7 separate regions of the Mus musculus genome follow, and regions 1, 2, 3, 4, 5 and 7 are each linked to region 6. A link is a contact called in public Hi-C and promoter capture Hi-C data. All regions are on one chromosome and are shown on one strand. Each heading gives the region's core, a stretch centred on a gene start, on an enhancer-like site or on the middle of the called end of the contact. The rest is flanking DNA. Distances are from core to core; before and after follow the strand shown.

The links. Promoter capture Hi-C pulls out the DNA fragments that hold promoters and counts their contacts. A called contact is a pair of places that touch in the nucleus more often than the background predicts.
Region 1: a promoter capture Hi-C map of hippocampal neurons shows a contact between it and region 6, with 2.9 times the contacts expected there. The contact joins the promoter of 4933408N05Rik here to the promoter of Maf in region 6. A contact is called at or near these places in 1 of 39 promoter capture datasets (hippocampal neurons) and 1 of 9 other capture datasets (embryonic stem cells).
Region 2: a Hi-C map of cerebellum shows a contact between it and region 6, with 2.0 times the contacts expected there. The contact joins the enhancer-like site here to the promoter of Maf in region 6. A contact is called at or near these places in 7 of 39 promoter capture datasets (cranial neural crest, embryonic stem cells, frontonasal cranial neural crest and 4 more), 5 of 484 Hi-C or Micro-C datasets (cerebellar granule neurons, cerebellum and uterus), 14 of 115 datasets of contacts at active chromatin or transcription factors (VIP interneurons, astrocytes, bone marrow-derived macrophages and 10 more) and 2 of 9 other capture datasets (adipose tissue and embryonic stem cells).
Region 3: a contact with region 6 is called in a promoter capture Hi-C map of liver, with 4 times the contacts expected there. The contact joins the promoter of Cdyl2 here to the promoter of Maf in region 6. A contact is called at or near these places in 4 of 39 promoter capture datasets (embryonic stem cells, hippocampal neurons, liver and 1 more) and 3 of 484 Hi-C or Micro-C datasets (CD4 T cells, embryonic stem cells and pre-B cells).
Region 4: a promoter capture Hi-C map of pre-B cells shows a contact between it and region 6, with 3 times the contacts expected there. The contact joins the promoter of Nudt7 here to the promoter of Maf in region 6. A contact is called at or near these places in 2 of 39 promoter capture datasets (liver and pre-B cells) and 1 of 484 Hi-C or Micro-C datasets (CD4 T cells).
Region 5: a promoter capture Hi-C map of pre-B cells shows a contact between it and region 6, with 2.5 times the contacts expected there. The contact joins the promoter of Atmin here to the promoter of Maf in region 6. A contact is called at or near these places in 2 of 39 promoter capture datasets (the 3T3-L1 cell line and pre-B cells) and 1 of 484 Hi-C or Micro-C datasets (embryonic stem cells).
Region 7: a promoter capture Hi-C map of embryonic stem cells shows a contact between it and region 6, with 5 times the contacts expected there. The contact joins the promoter of Vat1l here to the promoter of Maf in region 6. A contact is called at or near these places in 2 of 39 promoter capture datasets (embryonic stem cells and stem cell-derived epiblast-like cells) and 1 of 9 other capture datasets (embryonic stem cells).

The regions. Positions count from the first base shown.
Region 1 is chr8:114,349,936-114,352,790 of GRCm38.p6, reverse strand. 4933408N05Rik (RIKEN cDNA 4933408N05 gene) reads left to right here and starts at 1,313. Exons shown (of 3, transcript NR_045831.2): 1 at 1,313-2,397. All of the region lies in intron 7 of Vat1l (vesicle amine transport protein 1 like), which reads right to left.
Region 2 is chr8:114,598,914-114,602,020 of GRCm38.p6, reverse strand. The region is part of intron 5 of Wwox (WW domain-containing oxidoreductase); the gene reads right to left. Among named protein-coding and RNA genes, the nearest start is that of Gm16116, 3.8 kb to the right of the region's middle. Within about 2 kb of position 1,695, at least 5 of the 459 cell types and tissues checked have an H3K27ac peak or open chromatin away from gene starts, as enhancers often do. A contact at or near this core is called in cerebellar granule neurons and cerebellum, where this site is marked.
Region 3 is chr8:116,731,655-116,734,744 of GRCm38.p6, reverse strand. Cdyl2 (chromodomain protein, Y chromosome-like 2) reads left to right here and starts at 1,754. Exons shown (of 7, transcript NM_029441.3): 1 at 1,754-1,947. The coding sequence starts at 1,924.
Region 4 is chr8:114,131,945-114,134,941 of GRCm38.p6, reverse strand. It overlaps Nudt7 (nudix (nucleoside diphosphate linked moiety X)-type motif 7), which reads right to left and starts at 1,368. Exons shown (of 4, transcript NM_024437.4): 1 at 1,242-1,368. The coding sequence starts at 1,276.
Region 5 is chr8:116,941,852-116,944,993 of GRCm38.p6, reverse strand. It overlaps Atmin (ATM interactor), which reads right to left and starts at 1,601. Exons shown (of 4, transcript NM_177700.4): 1 at 1,244-1,601. The coding sequence starts at 1,567. It also overlaps a transcript of Cmc2 not described here.
Region 6 is chr8:115,705,618-115,708,679 of GRCm38.p6, reverse strand. Maf (avian musculoaponeurotic fibrosarcoma oncogene homolog) reads left to right here and starts at 1,786. Exons shown (of 1, transcript NM_001025577.2): 1 at 1,786-3,062. The coding sequence starts at 1,817. The coding sequence ends at 2,929.
Region 7 is chr8:114,204,263-114,207,108 of GRCm38.p6, reverse strand. It overlaps Vat1l (vesicle amine transport protein 1 like), which reads right to left and starts at 1,469. Exons shown (of 9, transcript NM_173016.3): 1 at 1,167-1,469. The coding sequence starts at 1,393. It overlaps Gm30272 (a long non-coding RNA gene), which reads left to right and starts at 1,475. Exons shown (of 3, transcript XR_388052.4): 1 at 1,475-1,855; 2 at 2,270-2,367.

The DNA.
Region 1 (2,855 bases), core at 64-2,563, 1.4 Mb after region 6:
TAATAATAATAATAATAAATATATGCATACAGATTAATATCAATACCTGAGACTTATCTTAACTACTAGGGACTGTAAAGGAAGGAGGCATAAGTGTTCATCACTGTGGGAACAAGGGTATCAATATTCCATTACTGATGCTTTTGAATGTGATTTAAACATTCCAAAAGGTTTATAAAATGTGAGCTTCGGTCATTCTTCCCAAGCAACGACTATAACAAGGACTTGAGTACCCAAGTTCTTATCCACGCTGTCAGATTGTGATGATGATGTTATAAAGGATTTGGGCTCCTTACACAGCCAAGGCTTAGAGATGTGTTATTCCCATCTCCCCAGAGAAAGATGTGCCTTTTCCGTCAACCAGTCCACCTTGGCCAAGGTATAAACTTCAACCAGCTCTCTGCCAGGCAGCAAGCACAGATGAATGCTTGCAACAGCAGCATACCCTGGAAAAGCCTACAGGCTGGGAGAGGAGGGAGGGGGCCAACGAGACAGTCAATTCCCAGAGAGTGTGGGAAGAGCTACGTTCTCAGAATGAGTGAAGAGGCGTGGGAGCCCAGGGGAGGAAATGACTCAATTTGGAGAAAAGTGGCGTTCCGCGCTGGGGTTTCAGGAGTGGAGAGGCGTTTCCGGAAGAGAAGCTGTGTACGGTCAGACCTGAGTTCTGAAGAGGAGTAGGTGGCTCAGTCAGGGAAATGGGAGTGGGGGTGGCGCCTTGCTTCCTGGAGGGGGTGGGGGGCACCGTTGAAGCATGCAGGGGCGGCTCTGTGAGGAGTAGTGAGGTGCGGTGAGGGAATCAGGAAGACTTTCCTGAGGGCAATGTTGACAGGTGAAGAAATTCGGAGTCCAGTGAGGACAGGAAGTGAGGGATGCTTGAGGGGAGGAGCTGACAAGATCTGAGGTGTACAACTAGACCCTGTCTTTAGGATCATTTTGGGTAGTCAGACAATTCCCCCAAGTGGTGGAAAGGATTCTGCACAGTGATCTGTGTTTTGGAAGAGCCTGTCAGGGAGAGATGAAATCTGAGTAATTTGGTTTATTGCCATTTGTTTCCATTAGTGCTGGAAACAGATGGTCTCATCAGCCTTATGTTGCCCTTGTCAGCATCTGTGTGACTCCAAGGTCTAATTTTTAATTATCCCTGACCATTGGCAGGGACATGAAGGGGAAACGGGAAAGTTCCAACCCTTAAAAAAAAAAAAAGAAAAGAAAAGAAAAGAAAAGGTTTCCTTTGCATCTTTTCTGCTTGCCTATCAGTTATTTTTTCTTTTAACCACCGAGGAATATCTATTAGCCTGGGTTCTATGTTGCCATGGTATCAAGACCAAACAAACCTTAATATATAGGGAATCCAAGGGTACAGTCGAAGGAGACACTGTCTTCCAGCAACTGGGCGATGTGTTGGCAGAGCCTTGTCAGATTGAACACTGGTCCTAAACTGGGATTCATAGGTGGTCAGAGCAGACTTCGTGTAAAAGCGTGGCTGGTGGATAATAGAGCTGGTGGCCCTCTAGAGCCACGAGGAAGAGAACAGGTTTGGGAAATTTCGCACAGCCAAGAGTTTGGTAGGAATTGTTAGGAAGTCAGGCAGCAATTCCTCCAGATTAATAAGAAGCGAGCCTTAGCTACTCTAAGCAGTGTTAACAGCTGTTTGTGGGGCCTAGAGAGATTGCTTAGCAATGAAGAGTGCTTGCTGAATTTGCAAAGCATCTGAATTTGGTTCCTCACTCCAGCATCCAGTAGCTAACAACTAGCTCCAGCTCCGGCTCCAGCGGCTGCCTCTGAGGGCGTATATGTATATGTATATGTATATGTATATGTATATGTATATGTATATATACATACATATATATGTATATATACACACACATACATACACACACATATATATGTATATATATACATATATATACACATATATATACATATATATATATATACATATATATATACATATATATATACATATATATATATGGTCTATGTTTTCAGAAAGTATAGAGACAAAGGTTCTTGGGGGAAAGTGCTCTTGTGTGTGTGTGTGCGAGATGTGTCTGTGTAACAGGGTTCTGTGTTGCTCAAACTGACATTGTACTTGCATTATTGAGTGCCTGGTGTGGTGGTTTGAATAGGAATGCCCCCCCCCCCCGACTTGTGGATTTTAAAACCTGGTCACCAGGGCATGCCACCATTTGAAAGGATTAGGAGATGTTGGAGGAAGTGTGTCAATGGAGGTAGGTTCTGAGGGCTCAAGGACCCAAGTTAGGCCCAGCATCTTTTTCTTCCTACTGCCTGTGGATCTGGCTGTAGAACTCTGAGGGTCTTCTCTAGCACCACGGCTGCTTATATGTCACCACGCTACCTCCTATGACCACAATGGACTACACCTCTGAAACTGTAAGCAGGCCCCATTTAAGTGCTTTCCTTCATAAGAGTTGCCGTGGTCATGGTTTCTCTCCACAGTGGCAGAACTCTGACTAAGACACCTGGCTTTAATATTTTTTTTTTTAAAAATCACTTCTTTATAAGATGTATTTTCAGTTTTTGACTATCTTTCACACACAAAGAACTGCTTTTATTCTGATATTTTCTACATCGATTTTGTCATACTCCATTCTTATCCAGCCTTGCCATTTTCTTTCACCACCTCTATTTTGTAGAGGTCAGGTCTTCACCCCCACCCCTATTGTAGAATACTGGCCTCTGAGCAAAGCAGGCGCTGCCTTCATTGAATTGCTTGTGCCTGCTTGCAAGAGACCATCATTCCCTCAGAGAAGGGGGGGCTTTGGGCCACCACCTGAGATTCCAGATGCCCTTCTCAGCATCTGCATGTAATCCTGCCCTAACTGCACATG
Region 2 (3,107 bases), core at 446-2,945, 1.1 Mb after region 6:
ATCCAACACCCAGTCCTCTAGAATCTATCTATCTATCTATCTATCTATCTATCTATCTATCTATCTGTATCTATATATATATGCCAAAAGAAGCCTTTTTGCCTGAAGGTTTGATTCAGCTAGTTTCAAAAGCTGGGTGTTGTGGGGGGATTTTAAGTGGTCCTGTCCTTGCCCCTGTGACTGCTCCGGTGTCTTGGCAGGCCATGAGAAGGGAGGCACCTTCAGAGTCTTTAAATTGCTACTGTTACTAAATGGAAAAACGGTCATCTGAGTGAAGAGCCCAGGGATGCCTGCAGGGGGACAGCAGACTGCTACTGTGTCCAACAGAGGTGCCCTGTGAACAGCCTCTCTAAAGGGCAGAGGGATAGAAGGAGTTACAGTGCTTTGTGGATACAGAAGATGGAGACTTCTGCTTGACTTCAAAGACTCAGAAATGGGCTCACACCTGGTCAGAGGTCAGAGATCCAGACTCTGACCCTGGCAGGGACTTTAGGCTGGATGGTAGCTCAACAGTCAGGGCTTAACCAGTTAAAGACACCTGTGATCACAGCGCTCTGGAGGCTGAAGCAGGGGAATTGCTGTGAGTTCAAGTAAGCAGGGGATGCAGAGTAAGACACTGTTTCAAGAAGCAAAGGAAAACCCTTGAAGAGGAGAAACGTTGACAACCCCAGCAGAGAAGTCTGGGACATCAAGTCTCACTCAAACATGTGGAGACATGTTTGATTTTATTTAAAGAACTCCCAGCCAGTCCACATAGTTTTTAAAATTGCATGTTTTTCTCTCACTTTCTCTCTCTTTCTTTCTCTCTATTCTTTTTCTTTCTTCTTTCTTTCTTCCTTTCTTTCTTTTCTTCTTCCTCCTTCTCCTCCTCCCTCCTCTTCCTCCTTCTCCTTTTTGAATGGATGCCAAAGTCAGATGGCCACATCCTGTCCTATTGCATTATAAAGGATCAATCCTTGTTCTCACTCAGGAGAAAACTCAGAGCATGACCCCCATGTGGAAGTGATGGAGTTCAGGAACCTGGTAGTGAAATGGACCAGTGATATACGTGGCCGTCCTAGTTTCAAACATAATAAAAATAAATAAATAAGTAAATAAGAACAGAAGCGCTCATGAAAGTAACATACTTTAGGGCAGCCAACTGCAGGTAAATTTGGCTTTCCTTTGATAGCTACCGAATAATAACAGGATGGTTTCATTGGTGGCATTTTTCCCTGGTCTATTTTTATTTTTTATTATCTTCTGTTGTTTGCTTTTAGTTTTAAAAGTCCTTGCAAATACGCAACTTATAAATCATGCCGGAAATGCGTGTATTATTTCATTTGGGGGAAGAATCAAGTTCTAGAAGGCAATGCTCACATTTCACTTAATTACCAAACAAAGACATAATGGACTATTTTTCTGTATTCACGAGAGACAGAAGGACTGTCAGTTTGATTGCCTGTTAAGGTTTCGGTGAATCACAATGTTATTACGCTTTTAAATCAGAGGATCGGTTCCTTCCGCTAAGTCTAACAATACTAGAAAGTGAGAAGGAGGGGGGAAAACACCTCATCTGGGGCCGTAATATTTGCTGAAAAAAATCCACTTCAAAACATTAATCAAATTTTTCGCCTACTGGGCAACCATATGGCAGAGCAGCATGCGAATCTCACAAACTTGCTGATCTCCTGTAACCGGGTGCAATTAATTACGCTGGCTGCATCCATCTCTTGGATTTTCGCCTTGTGAAAAAAAAAAAGTATTTATTGTAACAGCTTTTACAAAACAAGGGAATGAAAATCTCAATTGATTAATGAGAGGAATGGAAATATTTCCGTTAGCAGATTTAAAAAAAAAAAAGGATTAATGCTGTGGATGGAAAGGCGCCCACCTCAAGCTCACCGTGAGGTGGGTTTGTGTTTTTATTTTGGACCCCCCAAAAGGTAGAGGAAGAGTGGGCTGAGAAGATACCCGGAGCTCTGAAATGCATAATTCACTAGCAGGCTTTGGATCGCAAGTAATAAAGGCTTAAACTGGGGAAGTAATAAAGAGATTGGCTTTACAAGACACTATCCTGGGAGACAGAAAAGCTTCTTTGATTTGAAAACACTGATCTTAAAGGACTCAGTGGGGTGAGGAACAGGACAGCCCTGACAAAGCAGGCAATGGAGGGAGCTCTTAAAGTAAGCAGGACACCCCGTCCTCAGCTAGTTACGCCTGGAGACTGCTGCACATCTGGGCAGATTACGGTTTTAGGGCTGCCCCATCAAAACAGGTGTCCTGGAGTGTGTTAGGACTGTCCTCACCTACTAACGCAAGGTGCGGACACAGCGTGAATGTGACCCTTTCCCCGTGGTATTTAGACTGTGAACTGGGGCAGTCAGATCCACTTCAAAGAGTGACCGTTAATATGTCACTGAGGTAACAGTCCTTCCCTCGTGGAGGACTGATGGGCCCCGGGCTGGGGTCTGTAGGCCAGCAGGAGCAGTGGTCCTTTGTCTCTCTCCAAACCTGTCCCCTTTCTGTGGAACCCCCAGCCGGGGTGGACAGTTGTGACCTTGTCTTCCCAGCATTCTTCACTCAGGAGGGTTAATTCCACACTCTTTAAAGAGTTAGCCCAGGAGGCTGGGTTTAAAATTCCAATAAACACCACCTTGAGAAAATAAGCAGAATACTAACTTCAACAGAATTATACGTGTTTGTAAGACTGAGGACTGGATCGCATTTGCAACCAATGAAGGAAAAAAAACATATTAGAGCAAAGCTTAGTAACTCAAGTTACAGGCTGACTTTTCTCTACAGTGACTCCCACATTTAAACGTGTGCCAGGAAACCATGTGGAGGGCCTTGTCTTTTGTTTTACTACAAATGTGAGTGTCTGGTCCAGTGCACGCGAGAACACTTGTGTACTCACTCGTGTGTGGGGAGAGGTAAGGGACAATGTCCTGCGTCATCCTCAGGAATCCATCTGCCTCTGTTAATATAGGATTTCTCACTGGCCAGGAGCTCACTAGTGAGGCTAGACTTGCCTGAGTGGGGAGCCCAAGGGATTTTTCCATTTCCAGCTCTCCAGCTCTGGAATTACAAACGCATGCCATCTCTCCCCCAGAACTTTTTATGTGAGT
Region 3 (3,090 bases), core at 505-3,004, 1.0 Mb before region 6:
ATGGACTGAGAGGTACTTATTATTAGTCGTATCATTTAGAAGAGTGGTCATGGAGGAAAATACCAGTTACAAAGAGAGAATGAGCCCTAGGGCTGTGCCAATTCCTACCGTTTGTAAACCTGACATTTCTGTTTCTTTTCATGCCGCCACCATTTTCTCCTCACTCTCTTAATGCTGGATTCTCGCTTGAAGCTGGAGACACAATTTGTCGTTTTGACATAGTCCAACAAGAATCACTCACTCGGTTCTGGATCAGTCTCCACCAGCCACTGTGGTAAAAGTTTGTGGCAGTCAGATAAGTCCTTGTCGTGCCCCTCTGCAGCAGGAGAGGCCAGGGGTTAGATTAAGATACAACTTAGCTTTACTGAGTTCCCTGGGGGATGGACAGGCCACATCACCACGGGTACCTGGATCCTCCACGGTGCTGCTTGTATATGGCCACCCATTTGGAAAGGAGAGCAGGTGATCTGCCCACCGTGCTGCAAACAGCAAACGACCAAAGGAGGATATGGTTCATATTCATTACATATTTGAATGTAAAAAAATTGAAAAAAAAATGACGAGGTGGACAGACATTTGGAGCCTGAGTCCCTTGTGTCCTTCTCCAATGTCAGAACACTCACCCCGGGATTCTGAGAGAGTTGTACTATTTTAAAAAGAGAAGCCTTTAGGTACAAAGGTGACCATACATACAGGATGCTTTTAGGAGGAGATAACTTTTTAGAAAGAGGTAACTCTACCTCTGTAGCCCAGCAGTAGAGGGAACTCCTGTTGAGACATTGAAGGAACCCTTCCTCTCTTCCCTAATGCGCATCTCCTCTTCCCTCTGGGATTCAAAGTCCAGTGTGGGCAGGGTCTCACTGGTGGCTGCAGACACTTGTAGTTGGGTGGACTTTGGGAAATGTTTGTTGATTAACTGATTGGATAGTGAGGCAAGAGAGCTTCCAGGGGAGGCCATGTCTGGCTCTAAAACACTTCGCAGGGTTTAGTGGTGACTGCCACTGTCCTGGCTCTCCTTGGAGCCTGTGGACCAGCCACTTCCTCTCTCCTCTCCTTGAAAACTCATCCTGGAAGCAAGGGGGCCCCTCAGCTCCGAGGGGCCAGTTTTCCTAAGAACGTGCCCAGTCCCCTCCCCGGGAAGGAGAAGAGTGGGGTACTCTGGAGCTAGAAGCAGGACTGAAGAGGGGCTCCCTTGCCTGAGACCTGCAGGTTGATACCTGCCTCTTGGCCGCCCCTTCGCAGCCCGGGCAGGTCATTCCGGGTGGGCACCTGGCCGGGTACTCTGGGGGCCTCGCGGCTGCGCGCGCGGCCGGGCTCGGGAGCGGTACCCGGGCTCGGCCCTCGGTGGCCGCCGCCCCCTCCGCCCCGGGGGCCGGGCCGGGCTCCCGGGAGGCGGGGACTCGCCCAGTGGCAGCAGCGTCCGGGCGGGCGGCGGGCGCGGGGCGGCTTCCTGCAGGCGGCGCCGGGGCGAGCCGAGCGCTACAGTCACCGGCCTCGGGACACGGGGGCCCGGGCGCTCAGGGGGCCGCGTCCGAGGCTCAGGGCGCGCTGCGCAGCCGTCGGTCGCCCCTGCCCGCGCTCGCGTGTCGCCGCGATTGCCGCGGCCGCCGCCGGTTACGCCAGCCCCGCCGCCGCCCGCTCCGATTCTGCGCACAGGCGGCCCCCAAGCCTGTCATTCTGCAAAAACACAGTTTACTCAACACGCCGCACACACTCGCGCGCACACACTCTCACACACACTCACACACAGACACGCGCGCGCGCGCGCACGCAAACACACACACATACACCACACACTTATACACACGCACGCACACACGCGCTCACGCGCGCGCGCAACCCGGGCCCCCCGCGCGCACACGCACGGGAGCGCGCGAGCGAGCAAGACGCGCACACCCGGCGAGCCAAGTTCCGCAGCCTGGCATGGCTTCTGGGGACCTTTACGAGGTACGGAGAAGCCGGGGCGCGGGCGGCGCCGGGGAACCGGGCCTGGCCGAGCTGGTGTGAGCGTAGTCCTGAGCCCGCGGGTGGTGGCGCCGGGGATTGGAGGGCGGCTGGGGGACTCGAGGGTGGCGGCGGACCCGAGGGTGGCGGCGGGGACCGGAGGGTGGCGGGGGCCGGGCGCGCCTCCCGCCGCCGCCTCCCGCGGCGCCCGCTCCCTCTTTCTCTTTCTCTCGCGCACACACTCTCTTACTCCATCTACTTTGCGGCCTTGGAGAGGGGAAGGAGGAAGCCGGGCGGAGCCGGGGCGGAGGGAGGGAAGGTAGCGGTCCCGGGGAGGTGCTTGCTCAGCCCCGACGAGCCGCCCCGAGTGTGGAAAAAAAAAGTACAGGTTAAAAAAAAAATTAAGGAAAAAGAAAAAAAAAGTCGCCGGGCGTGCGAGGGAATGCGGGGGGGCCCGCGCTGCGGACGGCCCAATTTAGGGGTCTTGAGCCCCCGGGGGTGCGCGGGTGTGGGTTGGGTGGGTGATCAAAGCGGAGCCAGGTTCCTAGGAAGGGGAATGAAAAGGACAAGAGTGTTGGGGCACGGGGGAGGGGGTGCCCTGGGGACACCACTCTTGCAGTTCCACAGGGGCCACTGAGTGCCTGCCCCCTCCCCCCACCTGCTGCCTAGTGTCCCCCTTCTCTGGACTCTGAAGCTCTCCTGGCAAGGGCTTGGGGGTTGGTCGCCTCTGCTGGTGTCATGCTTCCTAGGGTGAAAGAGGGGCTGCAGAGGGACCCTCCAGGTGGAAGGGAAGCTGGCCTGAAACTTGTATGTGGGTGGTCAGACTTGTCAGAGGACATGGGTGTGAATCCAGTTCCCAGAACTCCACTGGCACACTAAGGGGGTCATACTTGTCTCTAAGGTCACACAGGTAGTAGTGGGCACTGGATATTTTGAAATCGGTTCAAAATGTTGAAAGAAGGCGTCCATCTGTCATCTTTTGGACAAGAAATACCCACGGTCCCTGGGGAGAGAGGGCTTAGCTGGCCTCGGGACCACAACAGTTCTTGAGTGGGATTTGGACTCCTGGACAAATAAGAAGCCACCACTGATCCCAGGGGGAGTATGCCCTTCAAGAGGTGTTTGTTCTCACGAAAAGGGTCTGAA
Region 4 (2,997 bases), core at 119-2,618, 1.6 Mb after region 6:
TGCTGCTATAAGCCAAGGATGATCGAAAGTTACCAGAAGCTGGAAGGGGCAATGGAACATCCCCAGAGACTTCTGATTGTGTGCCTGCTAATACCTTGATTATGGACTTCAGACCTGATTATGGGTCCTTCAGACCCAAGAGAGGCTAATTGCTATTCCTCAAGTCATCCAGTTGGTAGGACTTTGTCACAGTGGCTGTAGAAAGTGTAACATTAGTTCTCACTATTCCGCAGTATGACTGTGCAAAACCAGATGTTTAGGTCAGCCAGAACTCATTCCATCTCAAAAGCTGGGTGGAGCCGGGTGCGGTAACTAGCTCACACCTGCAACCTCCTAGTGCTTGGAGAAGCTGAGGCAGAACGACTACCGAAAGTTTGAGATCAGCCTGGGCTACCCATCATCTCCTGGAGCCTCGAGAAGTCCTCATCTGTAACTTGCTCGAGGGTAGCCGTGCAGGTAAAGTGGCCAGTTCATGAACAAGGTGGCCCTGAGCTGTGAGTGTTAATCACTAGCGCATCCTTAACAAGCCTTTGGTTAGAGGGGTTTGCTTATTCTCAAACACCGCCCCCCCCCCCCACAAGCCCCATCCCATCCATGTGACAGAGAGCTGGCTGCAAACCAATCAAATGTCCTGGAAAGGGCCAATGAAAGCTGGCACACAGTACAGCTGATACTCACAGGCCTCTGTCCAGAAAAGACAATTAGCCAGCCAAAGAGGAAGAAGGCTTTTAAACAACCCCTAGAACTGCCCAGAGGCAGCAGGAAAATAAAAGTCTAATTGTGTCGAGACAATACCATCAAAATAGGAGCAGGGCTGGCCCATTCTGTGTTGAGTTCTCAGAACAGCCTTGTAGTACTGAGGCCAGGCTGGGAGCAGCAATGCCTTGAGCAAGAACCTCGGTTATGGGTGGAAGAAGCCACCCAGGAACTTGAACTCTGTTTGGCTGATGCATAACTGTCTGGCCATGTTGGGGTTCTGAGGTTCCGCTGTGGGGGTTCCTGAAGAGTGACTCGGATTGGCAAAAGGGAAACGCTGTGACCCTGGGAGATGAGGACACGCCTGCGCGTGTGTGAATCTTGTTAGGTGAAAACCCCAACTCTGTCCCCAGGAGCAGAAGAGCAAAGTTCCGGCTGGAGGGGAGCCCTGAGGAGCCTGAACTGCAGGGTGGATAGATAGGGCCTGTGCAATGATCAGAGCCCGGCTTGGTCAGGCTCCGGTGCTTGGAGCCGGAGAGCTTTACCTGACAGGCTCCGGGAGTCCACAAGGTCGCGACATCAGCCCTGCAGTACTTCCTCTTACTAGCAGCAGGAGACTTCGGGAAGCAAATAGTTCTGACGCGCATGCGCTTAGTAGCCCCAGCTAGGAATGAGGGCGGGGACTTTTCAGGGAGGAGAGGCTGAGGGCGGGGCCCTTCAAAGACGCCCGAAGTGCTAGGGGCGGGGCCTATAGGTAGGGCGTGTTCGGGGCGGAGTTAGGTCCGAAGGTGGTGCTGACCGGATTTAAAGTGTTGAATACACTAAAAAAAAAAAAAAAAAAAAAAGATTGCTGTCTAGTAGCGTGGGCTTCTTCAAAACCATGGAGCATGTGAGAAAATTTGCAATAAGCAGTTGTAAAAAGTACTTAATTTTAAAAAATTAAAAATTAATTACGCTTGCCGGGCATGGTGGTACATGCCTTTAATCCCAGCACTTGGGAGGTAGGGGCAGGCAGATTACTCTTGAGTTCCAGGGCAGCCTGGTCTACAAAGTGAGTTCTGGGACAGCCAGGACTGTTACATAGAGAAACACCGTGTCTTGAAAAACCAAACAAAAACGAAAACCAAAAACCAAAAACAAAACATTTTATTTACTAGTGTGTGTGTGTGTGTGTGTGTGTGTGTGCGCGCGTGTGTGTGTGTGTGTGTGTGTGTGTGTGTGTGTGCGCGCGCGTGTGTGCGTGCGTGTGTGTGTGTGTGTGTGTGTGTGTGTGTGTGTGTGTGTGTGTGCTACAGAATATGTATGAAGATCAGAGGACAACTTTCAGGAGCCAGTTCTCTCCTTCCACCCTGTGAGTTCCAGGAATGAAACTCAGGTAGGTAGGCTCAGAGGCTGGGAGGGGAAAAGGAGGCTGGGTGGAGAGTTGGGGGCTTGGAAAACCAGGCCGAGCTCCTCACTCCTGGCCAAAAGAGAGTGTCTAACATGTAGCTCTCCACACCTCCACCCCCACCCCAGTATCAATGTCTCCAGTGTCCTGCTGCAATGCAGACTGCCCAGAAGCACACACCTACTAAGTCCCAGGAGGGTGGCAGGTCCCCAGTGTAGGTAGATGCTGCTGTCTGACACCTGCACCTGTTTTCAGGGATGAACTGCCTAGCAATGGGAGAGCTCCATCACCTCACACAGAGCTGAGAGAGAGTGTGAGCTGAGCGGGGAGGCTGGCCGGAACTGAGACTGGGGGGGGGGGGGGAGAGGGGAGCAAGGCAGGCTTCTCCAAAGACTGGCATAGTGTCTGACACACAAACTTAATGATGGGCTTTACAATTCATATATCCTTCCCTAATGTCACACATGAGTACAATGTATCTATTGTAAGTGATTACAATAACACCCACCTTCCATACCCCTCCATTTTCCTCCCAGAACCCCCAACCACATCTGCCTCCCCAATTCATGTCTTCTACTTCTTTTTTATTTTTCTTTTCTTCTCTTAAAATTCAAAGAAATTGAATGTAAAATTAAGTAATATATAAGAATGAGTCAAAAACTGAATTCATCCCTACATCAGTATAGTAAAAAAATATAATTCATTGTATATTATATTATTTTTTTAATGAAAGAATAATTCCATAAAAACAAGAGTACTCAGAACTCATGAGAATCCCATTATAGCTAAGGGAACAGTTGTACCACAGTTCCCGAGATTTTACATTTATTTTTATTTATGTATATAGGTATGTCTGTTTGTATGCATGCTAGAATTATAGACATATAAGCAGCCTGATGTGCATTCTGGGAACT
Region 5 (3,142 bases), core at 352-2,851, 1.2 Mb before region 6:
GCAGCCTCAGCATTTAGGAGACTTCAGGAGCATTTAGGGCAGGAGGATCAAGAGTTCAAGGTTATCCTCAGCTACATGGTGAGTTTGAGGATAGTTTGGGCTATACAAGGACATGAACTATCCTATCAGCAAGGGGGACAACACTGAAGGCTGGTGACCGTTGTTGAATGCAAGTTGTAAGGAGCTGAGGGATTAGGCCATGGAATTATTACAGGCACACTCACTCTCCACCCCCCTAAATCATGGTGAGAGAAAGAGAGAATTTAACATTTAGGATGAAAGAGGAAGCTTCAGGTTGGAGCCTGTAGTGAGTTGTGTTCTGGAACGAGGCTCAAACCTTTACACAGAACTTCCTCAGCTTGCCCCTGCTGACATTTCCTGACTGACCTTTCCCTGACATCACTGTTGCCTTTTGTTGGCCTTACTACACTTATTGGCCTTACTACAGAGTAAAACCTAAAAGTTACAGTTGGGGAGTTCTCAGGGGTGGGGGTGGGGGATGCCCACGGTGAATTCACCTGCAGGTCAGAGAGATCCTGCAACCCTCCAAGTAATGACTCAAATCTGACCAGGGGAAAGGCGCACAAAACTGCTTTCAGTGACTTGCGTTTTCCAGTTGGAGCACTGGGGGCACTGAGATCTGACGGTGAAAGGAAGCTTTCTACTGTAAAAGCTGAGCAGCTGTGACTTAACAGGTCTGGCATGGGGGCCCTAACATCTGATTTCCTCCCCCAAGCTTCCAGAGTATACCATGGGTTTGAAAGCCACCGTCCCCATTTATGTAACACGGAGAGGTCTTGGTCAGACATCCGTCATACCAGCTACCGGTGAACCTCCTCCTTACAGATCCACGGGAGAAACCTCCCTCCCCTCTCCTTCCTGCGCAGAGTTGATCTCAGCAGCCTCGTGAAACTTGCAGCTCAAGTGCCCAGAGTCCAACCCAACCCGCAGCCGCTTTTGAGTGACCAGGTAGGACCCACCGGCAGTTTCGTGGGAGGGGCGGAAAGCCTGCGGGGTTGCATCTGGGTGCCTTGGCGACATCACCTGTCGCTCATCCTTGGAACCTGAGTAAACAGGCAGGCTCCCCGAGGTGTTGTGGGCACGCCACCGAGAAGCTGCTTGCCCGGTGCGTTGTGCGCGCTCCCCCGCGCTCTCGCCGTGCTCGGTCGGTCGGGCGCAGGTGGCAGGGCACGGCGCAAACCCCGCACACCCCGCGCCCGCGTCCCCGCCGCGGCCCGCTCACCTGCAGTCGGTGGCTCTTGACGAGGTGCATGTTGAGCGCAGGGCTGTTGGGCAGGATCTTGCCGCAGCCGCGCACGGTGCACAGAATATTGGTGCGCACAGCCCGGGACAGCTCGCTCACAGTCGGCTGGATCAGCTCCCGGGCCGGTGGCACCGGGGCCGCGGCCCGAGCCCTGGCCGGTCTCGGCCGGCTGCCTTGCAGTCGCGACTCGGGCGGCCTCCACGGGCTAGAGGCGGCGGCGGCTCCCCGCGTGCTCGCCGGCGTGGCCGGGACACCCGGGGCCGGACCCGCAGAATCGGCCGCCGCCGCCTCCGTGGCCGCCATGGCTCCCGCACGGCCGCCAGGCCCCTCTCGCAGTGCCCGCCCCCGCCGCAGCCACTTCCGGCAGGGGGCGGGGCCTCCGGGCTCATTAGCATCCGGCCGGTCGGTGGCCGCAGCGCCGCCCGCCGGCCGCGGCGAGCGCGTGTTGGAGGTTGAAGTCCCATGTGCTGGGAGAACAGGTGAATTGGATAGGTTCCATGAACCCACACTTTCTACTTCCTAGGGACCTGAGCTCAGGCAACAGCTGGATAGAAGAGAAAGAGATGCTTTCAGGTTTAACCTTTTTTTTTTGACCGTTGATTTATTGTTATTAGGAATAAATTTTATATTGTAGACTATTTGATTAGCATGCTTAAGGCCCTGGATTTGATCGGTAGCACACTAAAAACAAAACAAAACAAACTTATCTTATTCTTTGAGGCCCCGCCTGGCCTCAGAATCCCCATATAATCAAGGAGTCCTTGAACTCCTTATTCTCTTACCACTACCTCCATACTCCTGGGGTTTTACTAAGCCTAGTGGTAGCGTTAAAGATTGAACCCAGTGCCTTAGACGTGTACTCTGCCAGCTGAGCTACAGCCCAGCCCCCACAGACTAATTCTCTCTTATCTCTGAAGAGGGAAGAGTCTGAGGTGGATCTAGTCGGCTGAAAGCAAGGTGTCAGCTGGGCTTGTTCTTCCAAGGATCTTGCCTTTTTCAGCGTCTAGAGGTCACCTGCATTTCTTTGCCAATGGGCCTTCCTTTACACCAAAATCAGGAATGGGAAGTTGAGTCTGTCACATTTCATAACCGACATCTATCGTCATCATGCCACCTACTACATTGGACCTGGGTATCACAGGGCCAATGGGCTCAACTGCAGAGTCCCTTTGCCTTGGGGACATACTCAGACTCCAGGAATTCTGAAGCAGGCATTTTTGAGAATTGTTCAGCATGACGCTAGGCTTTCTTGTTCAGATTCCAGGTCCAGATTCCTGCCAACTGTACCAGGGAGAGTTACGAAGTAGAATAAATACCCCAGCAAGTGCAAGGGCTTCGGCAGTTCCCATTCAGCCACTCATGAACCTTGTGGGCAGAATGACTTCTTTGTATGTGACTGACTGGTCGGGAGAGTGGTCAAAGGGAGCTAGTGGGGCTAGGGGGATGGCTCTGTGGTTAAGAGCACTTAATGTTCTTACACAAGACAGGTTTGATTCCAAGCACCCAAATGGTGGTTTACAACCATCCATAACTCCAGTTCCCAGGCACGAATGTGGTATACATACACAGATGCAAACAAAGCACTCATACAAATAAAATCAAACCATCCCCCCTCCCCCTTAAAAAGGTATGTATGGAGGAAATGTCTTTAAGCCTTAGTTAGGGTTTCTATTGTGATAAAACACCGTGACCAAAAAGCAAGTTGGGGGAGGAAAGGGTTTATTTGGCTTAGACTTCCAGATTGTAGCCCATCACTGGAGGAAGTCAGGACAGGAACTCAAACAGGGTAGGGATCCGGAGACAGGAACTGATGCAGAGGCCATGGAGGGGCGCTGCTTACTGGCTTGCTCAGCCTGCTTTCTTATAGAACCCAGGATC
Region 6 (3,062 bases), core at 537-3,036:
CGGGATGATCAGGCTCAGGCTTAAAGTGTCCCAGAACAACTTGCTGGCACCATCATTCTGTCTGTCCCTCCAAGGACAGAAGATGCTAGGGGGCAGCTAGTCCCTATATACTTTAAGCCCCCTGCTTTTTCAAGAGTTATACTGGTTTTCTTCTCCGCGTGAAATCAAAAAAAAAAAAAAAAGTGCAGGCGCACTGCTCACTGATCCCCGCGCGCATTCTGGGTCCCCGCACCCTTGGCGCCCCCATCTGATCACCTCACTTGCAGAGAGGGACAAAGAGTTCAGTCAAGTTGGGCCCCTGGAGCGTCAGATTCAAGGAAGGAAAGCACTCGGCTACCCCCATCAACAGCCACGAAAGATGCAGAGGATGGATCAAAGATCGAAAACTGCAAGACAAATAAATGCACGTTGTCAGGGTGCGGGACCGGCAGGGGACAGGGGAGTTCTGGCGGATCTCTGCAGCATGAGAGCTGCGGTTCAGCCGGGCAGGCCTCTCTCGAACTCCGAGGAAAGCAAACCATCCTCCCGGGTCCTACCGGATTCCAGCCGCCCTTTTAGTAAACTCTGTCCCCTGGTGCACTAAACTTCGCACCGGCCGGTGGTGGGGGGTGTTGCTCCCTGGCTGCGCCCCAGTAGCAGCGCCGCAAGGGTTAAGCAAACCTGTCCCAGCTGACAGTCAGCTGATTGGGCTGTGATTGACAGCTCCGAAAAGTTTCCTTGTTTCTATACTATTATGCTAATCGCTGCCGCTCTCGCCGCCTCCCATTGGCGGAGAGTGCCAGTCAATTTCCCATTTGAGCCTGACGTCACGGGTGCTATAAAACTCAGCAATTGCTTTAAACTCTTCTCGCTGGGATCAGAGGCTTTAAAATCTCTTTTCATCTTGGAGCTGTAGCTCGGGCTGCTCGTCCGCTCGGCCTCTCCCCCCAACCCTTTTGCTCTCGGCTTTGCCTTGGCCCAGGACTTGCAATTTTGCTTTAAAAAAATAATAAGAAAGAAAAAAAGAAAAGAAAAGAAAAACCAAAACCAAAAGAAAAAAAGTGGGGGAAGAAAGAACTTAACTCCCCCCTCCCTTGCCTCCAGCCGGCCTGCACCTCGGTCTTGCACTTTGCACGGAGGGAGAGGGTGAGAGAGAGAGAGAGAGAGAGAGAGAGCGCGCGCACGCGAGGGATCCGGAGAGAGAAAAGAAAATAATAATAGTAACCATAAGAGCCAGGCAGAAGAGGAGAGAAGCGTGAAGTGTTAACCACTCCGGTGTGGAGGCCGGCGCCTCCGGGACAGCCACCCGCCGCGCCACACAGCCCCGGAGCAGCCTCCGCGCGCGCCCCGCCTGCAGCCCGGCCGGCTTAGGCGAGCCCTCCTTATGCAAAGCGCGCAGCGGAGCGGCGAGCCGGGGACGCCGCGCACCGGGCCGTGCTCCTCCGGCATCCTCTCTGCCGCTGTCATCACCACCGTCACCGCCAGCCGCGGAGGACCTTCCCGAGCCTGAAGCGCCCGGGATCGGAGCTCAGGGAGGCGAGCAGGCGAGGAGGGGGCCCGGGGCGAGCGGAGGAGAGAGAGCGAGAGAGCAAGAGAGAGAAAGAGAGAGAGCACATTGGCGTGAGCAGGGGGAGGGAGGGCGGGCGCGGGGGGCTGCGGGCAGGGCGGGGGGTGTGTGCACGTTCGAGCTTTCGGGCCACAGCCACCGCCGCGCAAGCTAGAAGCGCCCTAGCCCGGCAAGCTGGCTCACCCGCTGGCCACCCAGCACAGCCCGCTGGCCCCTCTCCTGCAGCCCATCTGGCGGAGCGGCGGCGGCGGTGGCGGCGGAGGCAGGAGGATGGCTTCAGAACTGGCAATGAACAATTCCGACCTGCCCACCAGTCCCCTGGCCATGGAATATGTTAATGACTTCGATCTGATGAAGTTTGAAGTGAAAAAGGAACCGGTGGAGACCGACCGCATCATCAGCCAGTGCGGCCGTCTCATCGCCGGGGGCTCGCTGTCCTCCACCCCCATGAGCACGCCCTGCAGCTCGGTGCCCCCGTCCCCCAGCTTCTCGGCGCCCAGCCCGGGCTCGGGCAGCGAACAGAAGGCGCACCTGGAAGACTACTACTGGATGACCGGCTACCCGCAGCAGCTCAACCCGGAGGCGCTGGGCTTCAGCCCGGAGGACGCGGTCGAGGCGCTCATCAGCAACAGCCACCAGCTCCAGGGTGGCTTCGATGGCTATGCGCGGGGAGCGCAGCAGCTGGCCGCGGCAGCGGGGGCCGGCGCCGGCGCCTCCCTGGGCGGCAGCGGCGAGGAGATGGGCCCCGCCGCCGCCGTGGTGTCCGCCGTGATCGCCGCGGCCGCCGCGCAGAGCGGCGCGGCACCCCACTACCATCACCACCACCACCACGCCGCGGGGCACCACCACCATCCGACGGCCGGCGCCCCGGGAGCCGCGGGCGGCGCGTCTGCCTCTGCGAGCGGCGCGGGTGGCGCGGGCGGCGGTGGCCCGGCCAGCGCCGGGGGCGGCGGCGGCGGAGGCGGCGGCGGGGGCACGGCGGGGGCGGGGGGCGCCCTGCACCCGCACCATGCCGCGGGCGGCCTGCACTTCGACGACCGCTTCTCGGACGAGCAGTTGGTGACCATGTCGGTGCGCGAGCTGAACCGGCAGCTGCGCGGGGTCAGCAAGGAGGAGGTGATCCGACTGAAGCAGAAGAGGCGGACCCTGAAAAACCGCGGCTATGCCCAGTCCTGCCGCTTCAAGAGGGTGCAGCAGAGACACGTCCTGGAGTCGGAGAAGAACCAGCTGCTGCAGCAGGTAGACCACCTCAAGCAGGAGATCTCCAGGCTGGTGCGCGAAAGGGACGCCTACAAGGAGAAATACGAGAAGCTGGTGAGCAACGGCTTCCGAGAAAACGGCTCGAGCAGCGACAACCCTTCCTCTCCCGAATTTTTCATGTGAGTGTGACACGCGATCCCAGCTAGCCACCTTGTTAAATGCTCCGTGGGGGTCCCGCTCCTGAGTGGGCTTGCTAGTTGCAGGGCCAAGCTCGCTCGGCCACCACCTCGCCCCCTCCCCTGGCGAGTTTGCTCCC
Region 7 (2,846 bases), core at 220-2,719, 1.5 Mb after region 6:
GATCTGTCCTAAGCAGGTTTGAGTTTGCTGCTATTTCTAAGAAGTAGAAACGCCAGGGGCTTAGGAGATCCAGCCAACCCTTGTAAGATTCACAGTTACTGTAGAATGCGGGGTCCAGCGAGCAGCTCTATCAGTCTGCACCCCACTAGACTTCAGGGACATGGGAGTGCAGTGCCTCCCCAGGCAGAGACAAGCTTTCTCACTTACACACTACTGGGGAAATCTCTGCTGTTCTAGGCACTGGCAAGTTTCCCCAGGAGAATAGCGGACCTCTTAGAGTGTGGGCTCCTTCTGCGGCCACCACAGGAGTTCGTTCCTAAGGAATAGGATGGGGCTTTCCCAGCCAGGAGGAAAGCAGAAGATGCAGTGGGGGAGAGAAGGCTGCATCCCTGGTCTCACCTTTCACCCAGCTTAGAGGCCGAGGATTTAACCCTCTTGATTCTCAGTTCCTTCTCTCACAGTAAGTACTGGGAAGGAGATACACAAGGGCATGCACCCTGCCTTCAGCCCCATTTGGACGCAGAGAGGTGAAAAGGGAGATCAAGTGTCAAGTGGCAGCCACACCACTTACTGGCAGCTCAGCGATCTTGGCAGATCATTTATTTTCCCCCATCCACTGTTTTTCTCACCTCTAAAGCTGGGCACCTGACTTACTGGGTCTCAGGAAGTATTAAACGGGATCGTATATGTAAAACTCCAGAAAGAAAGAAAGAAAGAAAGAAAGAAAGAAAGAAAGAAAGAAAGAAAGAAAGAAAGAAAACAAACTAGCACCAGGAACTACGTGTATATACACGGCGATTGTTATTTTTTTTAACCATGCTAACGATCAAGTCCCACCCTTACGTCCCTCCCAGTGTTAGGAGCTGAGTTGTCCTACAAGAGGGGCACAAGGCAATTTTCCAGACCTCAAGTCCTAGGCACCACTATCCTTCCTGTCACCCTACATCTGGTGTGGGGAGAAGGACCACCTCTGAGCATCCTCCCCAGGCTCCAGTGGCTTGGGCTACCCGGGAGGTTCTGAGAGCCAAGTGTGAATGCAGAGAGGGTGCTCGCTGACTGTGGGTGCTGGGTACCTGGGGCAGCATCCCCAATCTAGGCTCTCCCACCCACTGCCGGTGCGCCCAGCGCGGAAAGAGAGAAAAACCAAAAAGTCGTGGATACTGGACCAGGCTTTGACGCGGATCTTGAGCTCGCCGTCCTGTGGCTCCGGCATGGCCTTTCTAGAGAGCCTCAGCTTGTTGAGTCCGCCGAAGCCGGCCAGCACCACAGCGCGCATCTCCTGGGCATCCCCGAGGCGGTGGGAGCCGTCGCCGCCCTCAGCAGGTTCCTTGCTGGTCTCCTTCTCAATCATTTGTTCGGTCTCCTCCGCTTTCTCTACGCCTTCCTTAGCCATGGCGCTCGAGGGGCCGCGGGGCGCACAGGCTGCGGTTGTGAAGGGGTCGGGTCTGCTCTCCCGCGGGTTCCTCCTGTTGAATGTGGGATGCTCTTCAGTGCAATGGCTGCAACCTCTGTGAGCGGAGCCGCGGTCCACCGCCTCCGCCGTAATCCTTAGAGGAGCCGCGCCCTAGCGCCCCACCCCCTCCCTCACATTTCCTCCTACTTACTCCAAAACAAATCTCAAGTCCACCTTTTGTGCTAGTACTAAGTCAGGCTATTTGTCTCAACACTAAAAACAGATTTCCCCAAGACTCTTGAATACAAACACAGAAGAAGAGGCCGGATGGCTACTCCAACCCCTACAATGGGCAAATACTTGGGTATATACGGCACAGACTCTGGCGCCTTGAAATGGACAGAGACGAATGTCTGGGCCTGGAGGATGCTGCGAGAGACAAGGTTGCCTCTTCTCCCGCGGGTAGGCAGGGATGGGAGGGATAGCTGGGAAATTGGGCTGTTTCCCATCTGCTGGTTCTGAGTGGAGCGGCAGGGAGGTGCGGGAAGTTAAAGATACATCCCAAGTAAGGCTCCAAAGAGCCAGGTCCAGTCTTTTCCATCTGGACGCCACCCCCCACCCCCACCCCTGTCACTAGGGATGCTGTTTCTGGACTTCTGTGGCTTCCTTATGACAGTTAGTTCTCAGTACCCATGCTTTTTTTTCTAGGAAAGAGGCTCCCAGAACAAGCCTGTTTCCTGCTAGGACCTCCAGAGGACCAAATTCTCTCTCTCTCTCCTCTCTCTCTCTCTCTCTCCCTCTTTCTCTCTCTCCCTTTCTCCCCCCTCCCTCCTCCCTCCCCCCTCCCCTCCCCACACCTGCCTTTTGTTTTGCAAGGTTACAGAAAAACAACAACAACAACAACAACAACAACAAAAAAAACGAGTACTTTCCCCAGCAGTGTTTGGTGACACATCTGTAGTATGGAAGCTGAGGTAGGGCGACCCTGTCTTAAAAAACCTAAACAAGAATTTAAAATTGCTGGGCGCGTGCGTGCGTGTGTATGTGTGTGTATGTGTGTGTGTACGCGCGTGCGCGCAACGCCTTTAATTTCAGAATTCCAGCAACCAGGAGGCAGATGAATTTCTCATGAATCTGAGGATAGACTGGTCTACATAGTGAGTTCCAGGGTGGCCAGCTCTACATAGTGAGACCCTTTCTCCAAAAATAAAATAAAAAAATAACAAAACTACAGATGCAATCCAATCATATCCATCACATAATAAATTCTGATTCTTAAAAAAAGGTCATTTGTGCTATCTTAAAAGGCGAGATAGGAGTTGCCTTGTGCGGTGTAAGAGATCCAATTTCTCAGCTCAGGTGCCTGTGTCAGTTTAGGCAGCTCCCATCCTTGAGCTCTCAGAGATGGTGAAGATCTCGGTCCCAGTGAGAGAGGCTATCAGGACACAGTGAT